Regions from separate parts of the Mus musculus genome. Here region 1 is linked to region 2. The links are chromatin contacts, called in public HiChIP or PLAC-seq maps. All regions are on one chromosome and are shown on one strand. Each heading gives the region's core, a stretch centred on a gene start, on an enhancer-like site or on the middle of the called end of the contact. The rest is flanking DNA. Distances are from core to core; before and after follow the strand shown.

Region 1 (4,408 bases), core at 695-3,194, 200 kb before region 2:
GTATAATAAACAATTAACTGCCTGCTTCTGACATTTCAAAGTTAATGTGGGAAAGTTATACAACAGTCACAGTGAGCGTCACCTCCCCAAGTGAAGTGGCAAATGGCTATCAGCCTCTAGTTCCGAGGCCCTGTTATTCCTCTCTGCACACCCTGAACCTCTTTGCTGGCAGCCGGCAGGCCATTGTCTTTGATAAACAAGATAATTGATATAAATGGAGGTGTTCTTCTCTGAAATGGTTCTGCAATTGCAGGTTTTTCAGGCTGGAGGTATAATTTTCCTTGTGTCCCATTACTGTTAATCTCTAAATAGATAGATTAGTTAATCTGCCTGCCTTCCATGGGAAGACACTGGGTGAGTCACCCCTCAGCAAAGCCCACAAAACATCAGGTGAAACTAGGGCACAGGAGAAATGATGAGCAGTCGCAGTGACGATCAGGAACATGTGCGTTTTGAGCAGGAGGCTTAGAGCTTCGAGCTAAGAAGAGGTGCATCCTCCTCAGGAAGAGGACGGCTGGCTCTGCCGTGTGGACACTGGGCGCACAGCGAGGAGAGCTGCAGCGCCGGCGTGTGCTTGCTTGCTGCTGCTTTGTTCGAATGGACTAGGCTTTGCAAAGCCTACTTCGTATCATAAGTTAATGCTCAGCCTTCTCAGCCCTCCATTGGGTGGCTTTCTTTATGAAATGTCAAGGATCTAGACTACAGAAGAGCGATGCAAGTTTGCACCCAGTTGTGAAGTCTGCTCTGAAAAACCGCATACATGCACACGTATGTCTGTGTGTGTTTGGTGTACACATACATACATATATGCACAAATGTGTGTATATGTGAAGTGTGACAAGGAAGAATGAATGGGAAGGCATGTGGGCATGAGTCTGGGGGAGAGGCATATGGTCTATCCATGACTCCCCAGAGGAATGCTGTGCATCTTATCACTTAGGGACATGACGGTTTGAAACCATAATAAGCAGCCTTTGGACTGCCTTGGACATTATAATATTTAGGTTAAAGACCAGTTTGCACTCTGAGTAAGGCAAGTCATAGTAAGATGAGCTGTCTCCCAGGCCAGTCCTCTGTGGCAGGGTTATCACACCACCTTTCCGATCCAGCACGCCAAGGGTGCTTTACTGGCCAGTTTAATGTCATCTCTTCGCTGAGCGGTGGGCTTCCCCCGCCTCCTTCCACTTTTGAAAGGTTAGCCTTTCTTCAGAACAGTGCAGGTTTCCTGCAACATCTGTCAGCTTGGCAACGAGCACACCCCAAGGAAATGATGAACATTTGAAGACCATCTAAATACTTGAGGGACCTTTCCTCTTCTCCCCTCTCTCTTTCTGATCCTCTCTTCTCCTGTTTCTCCTAAGAATAGTGGGACAGCCACCTGGCATTTGTCGCTCGCTCACAGTCGCTTACTGCTGATAAAGTGTAAGCCCACTTACAGCTGTGACTTGTTTTTTAAATGAGTTTTGATTTACTCCTTGCGTTGTGATAGCCCTTGGAACCTTGAAGCAGAACCAGCCCGGAAGGCAGCTATGGGCAGAAGCTTTTGTTTAAGGAAAAGAGACTGCTCGGCCCTGGACCGTGAGCACAAAGACGTCTCTGCTCTAATGACTCAGATGATCTTGATCTGATTCAGTAGGTCAGAAATTGCTGTCCCCAGCAAATATCGACCAGAGGGAACTGCTTTCTCGGTTATTCTGAAACTGCCGGCTGCATATTACACTAGCAGGTGCTAATAGTTTTTTGCAGGTCAGTAGAATTGTTATTGGCTCTTCCTTCCTTTCCCCAATCCTTTTACAATCGCAAGGTGGTGTCTCCTGAGCACACAGATCTCCTTGTATGACTCGGATTTGAAATCCCAGGCCTACCCACCATTCCTTAGGGAAGACCTGGCTCTTGGTTACTAGGGAAGGACGACATGAAGAGCTCATTTGAAACTGAAACTCAAACCTCACCGAACTGAGCAGCTAGTGTCACAGAAGGTGGAGAGAAAGAGGGGGCAGCTCTCCTTGTCACACAATAGAGAATTGAAGTCGAGGATGGTTAAATGGCTTCCTTAAGATTGCCTAGAAAGCTGGACTCACAGTCACAATTAGTTTGGGGGGGTCTCTGCTCTCTAGCCTTTGCCTGTTGTAGCAGAAGATAGGGCAGGTGGAGTGGGTGGGGAATTGCCATTTCTCCCTGAAGTATGGAGACCTGAGCTGGGGAGGGCTAGAATGCAGAACCAAGATCTTCCTAACAGATGTAAAAGGATTAGAATGTCATTTTAAAATGCTGTGTTTATTTTGTATACTCCCAAGCACTGACTATAGGCTACTAAAGAGCAGTGGAAGATAAGTTTTATTCTATTTCAGACAAACCTTTTTAAAACCACACTCTAAATTTACAAAAGCCATAGCATCATTTATTTCCTCCGTGTAGATTAACCTTGGCTCCAGAATGCCATGTGAACTGTGGGTTCGGCATGGCATTTTCTGGTACCTCCAACCCTTGTGCTGAGAGAGTGTTAGGCTAGCCTGGGAGCTGGGCAGCCATGTTCCCCACGTTCCCAGTAGTGCACACCCGCCCCCCCCCCCAACCCAGTGTACCATCACCTCAGCTCCATGGCTCTGATAGTGCCTGAGTTGAACACTGAGAGGCTTGAGAGACAAGCTGTTCCCTTGGCCATGCCCTGGGGCTTGGTGAAAGAGCCCTGTGGTCAGAAGCTGTCCTACCCTGACCCACTCCTCTCTCCTCGGGCCAGTTGTGTTCTCCCAAGATCCCTCTCTGCTAGGCCATCCAGGGCAACAGGGGGCCACAGCCTCTGAGAACCCACTGTTCCTGTGAGCCTTCTCTCTAGGCCTCAAGAGGCTATGCAGGAAGCAGATACAGAGTGGCTTCTCTGTAATGTCTGGAGCCCATGTGACATTTGAATTCTTCACTATTGCTTCAACTTTTAGTGAAAGCTTAAATATTATAGTCAGTGATGCATTCTCACATTTTAAGAAACATTCTCACAAGCCAGGCATGGTGGCGCTTACCTTTAATCCCAACACTCGTGAGGCAGAGGCAGGCTGATCTCTGAGTTGGAGGCCAGCCTGGTCTACAGAGTGAGTTCCAGGACAGCCAGGGCTACATAGAGAAACCCTGTCTCGTAAAACCACACACACACACACACACACACACACACACACACACAAAGAAAGAAAAAAGAGAAACATTCTCACATTTTAAGACTTGAGGGCTATTTGTAATCCTAGAACCAATCTAACTTAAACTTGTTGAATTCAGAACCAGATGCAGTCTCCAGCTTAGAGACAAGCTACCAGGTTATTAAAGGGTAGTTAGACATAATAATAACTTCCTAACAAGAGCATTAAACTTCTGCATCTGTGGGGCTTTTCTGAGGCTTTTGCACATTCTTGTTCCCTGAGCAGGGTAAAAAGCTACTCCCCAATAGGACATCTCTACTCTCTGGTCACAAGATTGTGATCTGACAAGCTACTTAATCCAGTAACGTGGAACAAGGACATTCGTTGGTTTCAGTATCTTCCAAGACATAAGGAAAAATAATCCCTGCAAATCTTACAGCACATGCACAGCACGACACCCTCCTGTGCAGTTCCAGTGACTGTTGTGTGCTGGGTATTTTTCCAGGCTAGCAGTACGGAAAACCTCTCGGAGCAGAGGTTGTCTCTCTCTGGCAGATTGTGTCACTGCATTGAAAAATTGCCTGAGTTCAGACACAGGGCTGGATGCCTGGCTGTCTCTTCTTACAGCTGGAAATACCTTTGCCCAGGCTTTCAAAGGCCAGTGTGAACACAGAGTGAATTTGATGGCCTCTGTCAGCGTGCATACGTGAGGTCCATTGTCCTTAGCCCCCCTCTCTGCAGCTCCTGAGGATACCTGTCTCTGAGTTATCTTCCAGAGCTGCAGTATTCAGAGCTAGGACTTCAGAGGTGACAGTTTGAGGCATGGAGCTGGGGCACATTCGAAGGCTGGAGAGCTCTTGGCTCTCTTGTGCTGGGCAGGATGGAGGCCAGCATGATTGAGAAAGCACAATGTGTGTGTATGGGGAGGTGTGGACAGATGTGGTGAGAAGTGGCAGTGTGAGGATGGGAGCTGGCACAGGAGATCAGATGTGGGATGGCACTCACCGAAAGAGAGGAAAACCAAGAAGAAAGTAGAACAGAGGGCTGGGTAGGGGCCAGGGCTCCTCTGCAGGGACTGAGCACTCAGTGCTACTCCCTGGATTTTTCTGGGCTGGGTTTGGGTTTGGGAAGGTGGGATCCTTCTCCCTGAGAAGCCTGGGAGAAGCTTTGGCAATTGATCACACACTGCTTATGATCAATGACTTTTTCCTCACATGTGATGTAACACATGGTTGGTAGTGACTTCTCTTCTCATAGATAAAACCAGGAGTCAGTGTAAT
Region 2 (4,565 bases), core at 252-2,751:
AGGGAGAAGTAACTGCATCTATAAGCAGCATCTCCATGAAGGAGGAGACGCAGTCCCGAGCAGCACAGAGCTGCACTGACACTAAACTCACAATCAGAAGCTTCTCCTTCTGTTTTCTTAACAGCCTTCTTGTTTGCTTTGGACAAAAAGAAAAATACATTGATGCTTATTTCAAAAAAGCAAGTGTGGCTCACCACAGAGCTTCTCAAACTCTGACCTGCAGTAATTCTATGGTCTCGGCTAAATGCTGGTTCTCCTTGACTTATGTCACAGGTCAGTGACCGGGTCTGACCTGCATTTCTCTAACAAGATCCTGGGGGGGGAGGGTGCTGCTGATACAGAAAACTTTGAATAAGAGCTTACAGGATGTCATACTTTAAGAAATCTAACATAAATTAATTAATTAATTAATTAATTTAGTGTTGTTAAGGAGATACTTAACTTCCAAATGCCAAGGTCAGGAAGGTGGGGACACTGTCCTAAGTCCACTATGCTGTACAGGTGCTGAGGGCTCACCAAATGCCAAAACCACCCTGCTCTGCCAGGGCACACTGCACTCAACAGTGTGGACGCTACTCTCCTTGCTTCAACAGATGGTCTCAGAGAACAGAGTGCTTGTAACTGGACGGAGGAATCAAGGGCCGCCCTTGGCAGCTCTGTGGAGTGAAATCTTAGGTGGTGCCGGCATCCCCATCACCTCCAATGTGGTGTGTGTCATGGGTGAGGAAGTGAGACGTTCCCTCTGCTGCTGCTCATGTTTACCCATGATCCTCAGGTGTCTGTTCCTGAGAGAGATCACAGACCACCACCTACCTGAGGAGAAGAAGGGAAGTATATCCGCGGACAGGACAGAAGCACAGCTTTTCAATTCCACTGACAGAGCCAGGTCCTACCAGGGTCTACCTTATCCTTGTGGGAATAACTGAAACTTAAAGCTGCCTTGGTGTTATCAAGGGGAAGGGGCTGTGGAATCACCATCCTCCTTTCTTCTGATTCCTCTCTCACCCCAACCTTTTCAAACAGGGCACTGAAGCAGCAGGCTCAATGCTCACTGGCTTCACAGACAAACCATTAATCTTTTCCACATTACTTATCACCACAGCTAGGATAATATTTGCTCTAATCTAACAGATTTTCATTTCAAAACCAATTGTAAAGCTCAGCAGGGTGCTATATACAACTTTAATGAGAGCTTCTAACCCGAGACTCCTCCAATATGTGCTGCTCAGAACTGTTAAATATTACTGGCTGCAAGTTCTGGAATGAAGCAAGGAAAGGTTCACCAAGGCCCAGCATTCGAACAATTCAATTCCTTCCCTATCTTTTCTAGTTATGTAACTATGAAGCTCTAATAAATCTGATCCACCAGATGACAGATTTGCATTTCCCTTCCGAGCACTGACGACAACCTGACCAACTCCTCCACAGGTCAGCTTACACTGTACCCTATGATTCCCTACAATTAATGCAGAGCAAGGGGGCAGATCTGCAAATCTGTGACAGCTGTTTAATGGGAGCGGTGGAAAGGAGTGGACATATCCTGGCAGTGTGCTTAATGGCTACGCAAACACCGGTCATCAGCCTCAAGTGATTCTGGCAGAAAATTAACTTAGAGATACAAAACTCATTTGGTGAGAAGACCTGCAGCAATCTGCACAGTACGAGACTGTGTAATGAGCAAAGAGGCGAAATGAGAAGAGATTCTAAGTTTCCCTTTAAGAACCCTGGACCCCCGCATGATCACTTTGGAAAGCGGGTGCTTCTACTCTACTGTAAACGCCATTCACGATGCTGTGCGGCTTTCCTTGCCATGACCAAAATGTCACATAAGCACCACACTTTATGAGATAACTGCCAACGTGCTTTTATCATCAAGCTGATCGGTGCTGGATCACAAATTATTATGCCCTAGCTCTAAGAAGGCAGCCAACACACACATCACCTTGCAGCTACCACAGTCCTGGAGGCAGTACAATTATCATCATTCTACAAGCAGGAAAACAAGAAGCCTACATACAGCCACATTTCAACCCCATGCAACAGTTCACTAGAAAACTACGACCTGACGATTATTTCTGGTTTTATCTAAGGCCTGAGCCACATGGGCCAGTCCACAGCTAAAAAGCACAGCTTAGGAAGCTTTGTGTTTCACTCTTAAATGTACAGAAGGTAGAAATATGAAAACCAGAGGAGAATGAAATTCAGGAGTCTGCTCAAAGATCTGACCTCTCTCATCCTGAAAGTCACATTTAACTTGCTAAGATTCATGTAGTATTAACAAAACAGCTTACTGGATGGTAAAAGTACAGTGTCTTAGTTCCCCCAACAAATATAGACCCCCAAAGTCTGCAAAGAAGAGAATCTACACACATCTTCCAGAAAAAAAAAATACACTTTAAGGGGAAAACAGGATTAAGTATTTGGGAAAAAAAAAAAAAGAAGAACAAAATTCAAAACTAAAGATCCAAAAATGTGCCAGGCAGTGGTGGTGCTTGCAAGGGACAGGCGGATTTCTGTGTTTGAGGCCAGCCTGGTCTACAGAGTGAGTTCTAGGACAGTGAGGGCTACACAGAGAAACCCTGTCTCAAATAAATAAATAAATAAATAAATAAATAAATAAATAAATAAATAAATAAATAAATGCTGGCATGGAAATTATTTTCTATAATTTGAAAAAATATAGTTAATAATATTTATATAAAACAAACAGGTCCATATCTTTGGCTGAAAGGTAAAACATAAGAAGATTATTAACCCCTAGAAAAGAAAAAAGAAAAAAAAAAGAAATGTCTGCCTAGAAAAGGACTGGGTTTCCCTGTTTAAATGAGTGCAGATCTCTCCCCAGCAGAACACAAACATCAGGTCTCCCACCAACCACTCAGACATCAAATACGGACATTCTGAAGACGTGTGTTCTCAGAGCACTGTTTACAGTCTACTACTCACACAACGAAAAGACAGCTTCAACTAAACTGCCACTAACTATATGTGAGTGGTAGTGAGCAGTAGTGAAGTGAAACTGAGCAAATCATGCTTTCAGACTTCATTTTAAAAACACTGAGCTGGCTCACTGGGCACACTAATAACTAGCCTCAAATACCAGCTGATGTCACTGTGGGACGGAAAGGTGATGTTTCTAGCTGAATGCCAAACACCCATGTAAAGACCTGCTTCATCTGGTTCTTCTTCTTATGTATAGAAAAATCCCCTCTATGCCTCTACCCACCCACCTAGCACTCACCCCTGCCTGCCCCTTAGTCTCAAGTTCCGAGTTACCTTAGGGACAGCTGTCTCAGTCAGCCCAGTGAAGGGGATTGATTGATGAGGACTCTGCTGCACACAGCAGAACTCAGAATCTTATTCACCCTCAGCTGTGGGCACCTGTCAAACACCTTAGCTTTAAAAGACCTACAATTCCGCCTCTGGGGAGAACTTTCCAATGCAAGTCCAGTGTGAGGGAGATGATGCTCAGGAGTTAAGAGCCTGTACTGCTCTTCTAGAGGACCGGACTCAGTTCCCAGCACCCACATCAGGAGGCTCACAGCCTCCTGTAACTTCAGATGCCCTCTTCTGGCCTCTGTGGCCCCATATTCACAAGGTAAAGGATGAGCAGGGTCGGAGAAGAGAAGCTCAAGACACTGAGAGGAGGAACAGCAGCAGGAACGCCTGCCCTCCTCACTCGTCGAGACTCAAGCTGACAAGGCTCAGGATCACTAAAATGCCATCTCGCAATTTACCCCCACCTCCACCAAACACCATTTCATTTCTTGCACCTACATCAGCTTTATTTCTTAATTCATAATCTTCATTGAAGTCGCACTTAGGATTTCTATTCCTGTGATAAAACACTGACCAAAATCAACTTGGAGAAAAAAGGAATTGTTTCCATTTACAACATGTAGTCCATTATGCAGAGTCAGGACAAAGCAGGGGCTGGAGAAATGGCTCAGAGGGTAAGAGCACTGATTGCTCTTCCAGAGGCCCCGAGTTCAATTCCCAGCAACCACATGGTGGCTCACAACCATTTATAATGGGGCCAGACGCCCTCTTCTGGTGTGTCTGAAGACATCGATAGTGTACTCACATACATGAAATAAATAAATCTTTAAAAAAAAAAAAGAAAAAAAAAAAAAAAAGAAGTCAAAGCAGGGACCTGGAAGAAGAAACTGACACAGAAGCCATAAAGGAACACTGCTTGCTGGCTGGCTCAGACTCCCTTCTTATAGCACCCAGGACCACCAGCTCAGGAGGAATACCACCCACACAAAGCTGAGCCTCCCACATCAATCATCAGTCAAGAAAATACAGCACAGGCCTTTCCCAAGTGACTCTAGCTTATGTCAAGTTGACATACACCCGCCTGCATACTGGACCAGCCCACTAAAGACAGAGACTTTAGCTGATGAGGACTGTAAGTAGGTGATTTATTTTGAAGGGAGTCTTTCCTTCGGGGGTTGGGGAGGATGCACAGGAACTTCAGTTAACTTCTATGCTGTCTTCTAAGATTTTAGCTGTAATGAAATCTGAGGCAGATCTGAGTTCCCAACACAACTGTAGTGTGTTCT

What was found. HiChIP or PLAC-seq counts read pairs in DNA pulled down with a chosen protein or histone mark.
Region 1: a contact with region 2 is called in a PDX1 HiChIP or PLAC-seq map of a beta-TC-6 cell line, with 3 times the contacts expected there. The contact joins two enhancer-like sites. A contact is called at or near these places in 1 of 39 promoter capture datasets (hippocampal neurons), 1 of 15 datasets of contacts at CTCF or cohesin (the NIH/3T3 cell line), 4 of 484 Hi-C or Micro-C datasets (the AML12 cell line, cerebellar granule neurons, nephron progenitors and 1 more), 1 of 115 datasets of contacts at active chromatin or transcription factors (a beta-TC-6 cell line) and 1 of 9 other capture datasets (liver).

Annotation. Positions count from the first base shown.
Region 1 is chr17:30,304,612-30,309,019 of GRCm38.p6, reverse strand. The region is part of intron 7 of Btbd9 (BTB (POZ) domain containing 9); the gene reads left to right. Among named protein-coding and RNA genes, the nearest start is that of Btbd9, 270 kb to the left of the region's middle. Within about 2 kb of position 1,944, at least 13 of the 459 cell types and tissues checked have an H3K27ac peak or open chromatin away from gene starts, as enhancers often do.
Region 2 is chr17:30,107,782-30,112,346 of GRCm38.p6, reverse strand. The region is part of intron 2 of Zfand3 (zinc finger, AN1-type domain 3); the gene reads right to left. Among named protein-coding and RNA genes, the nearest start is that of Zfand3, 110 kb to the right of the region's middle. Within about 2 kb of position 1,501, at least 16 of the 459 cell types and tissues checked have an H3K27ac peak or open chromatin away from gene starts, as enhancers often do.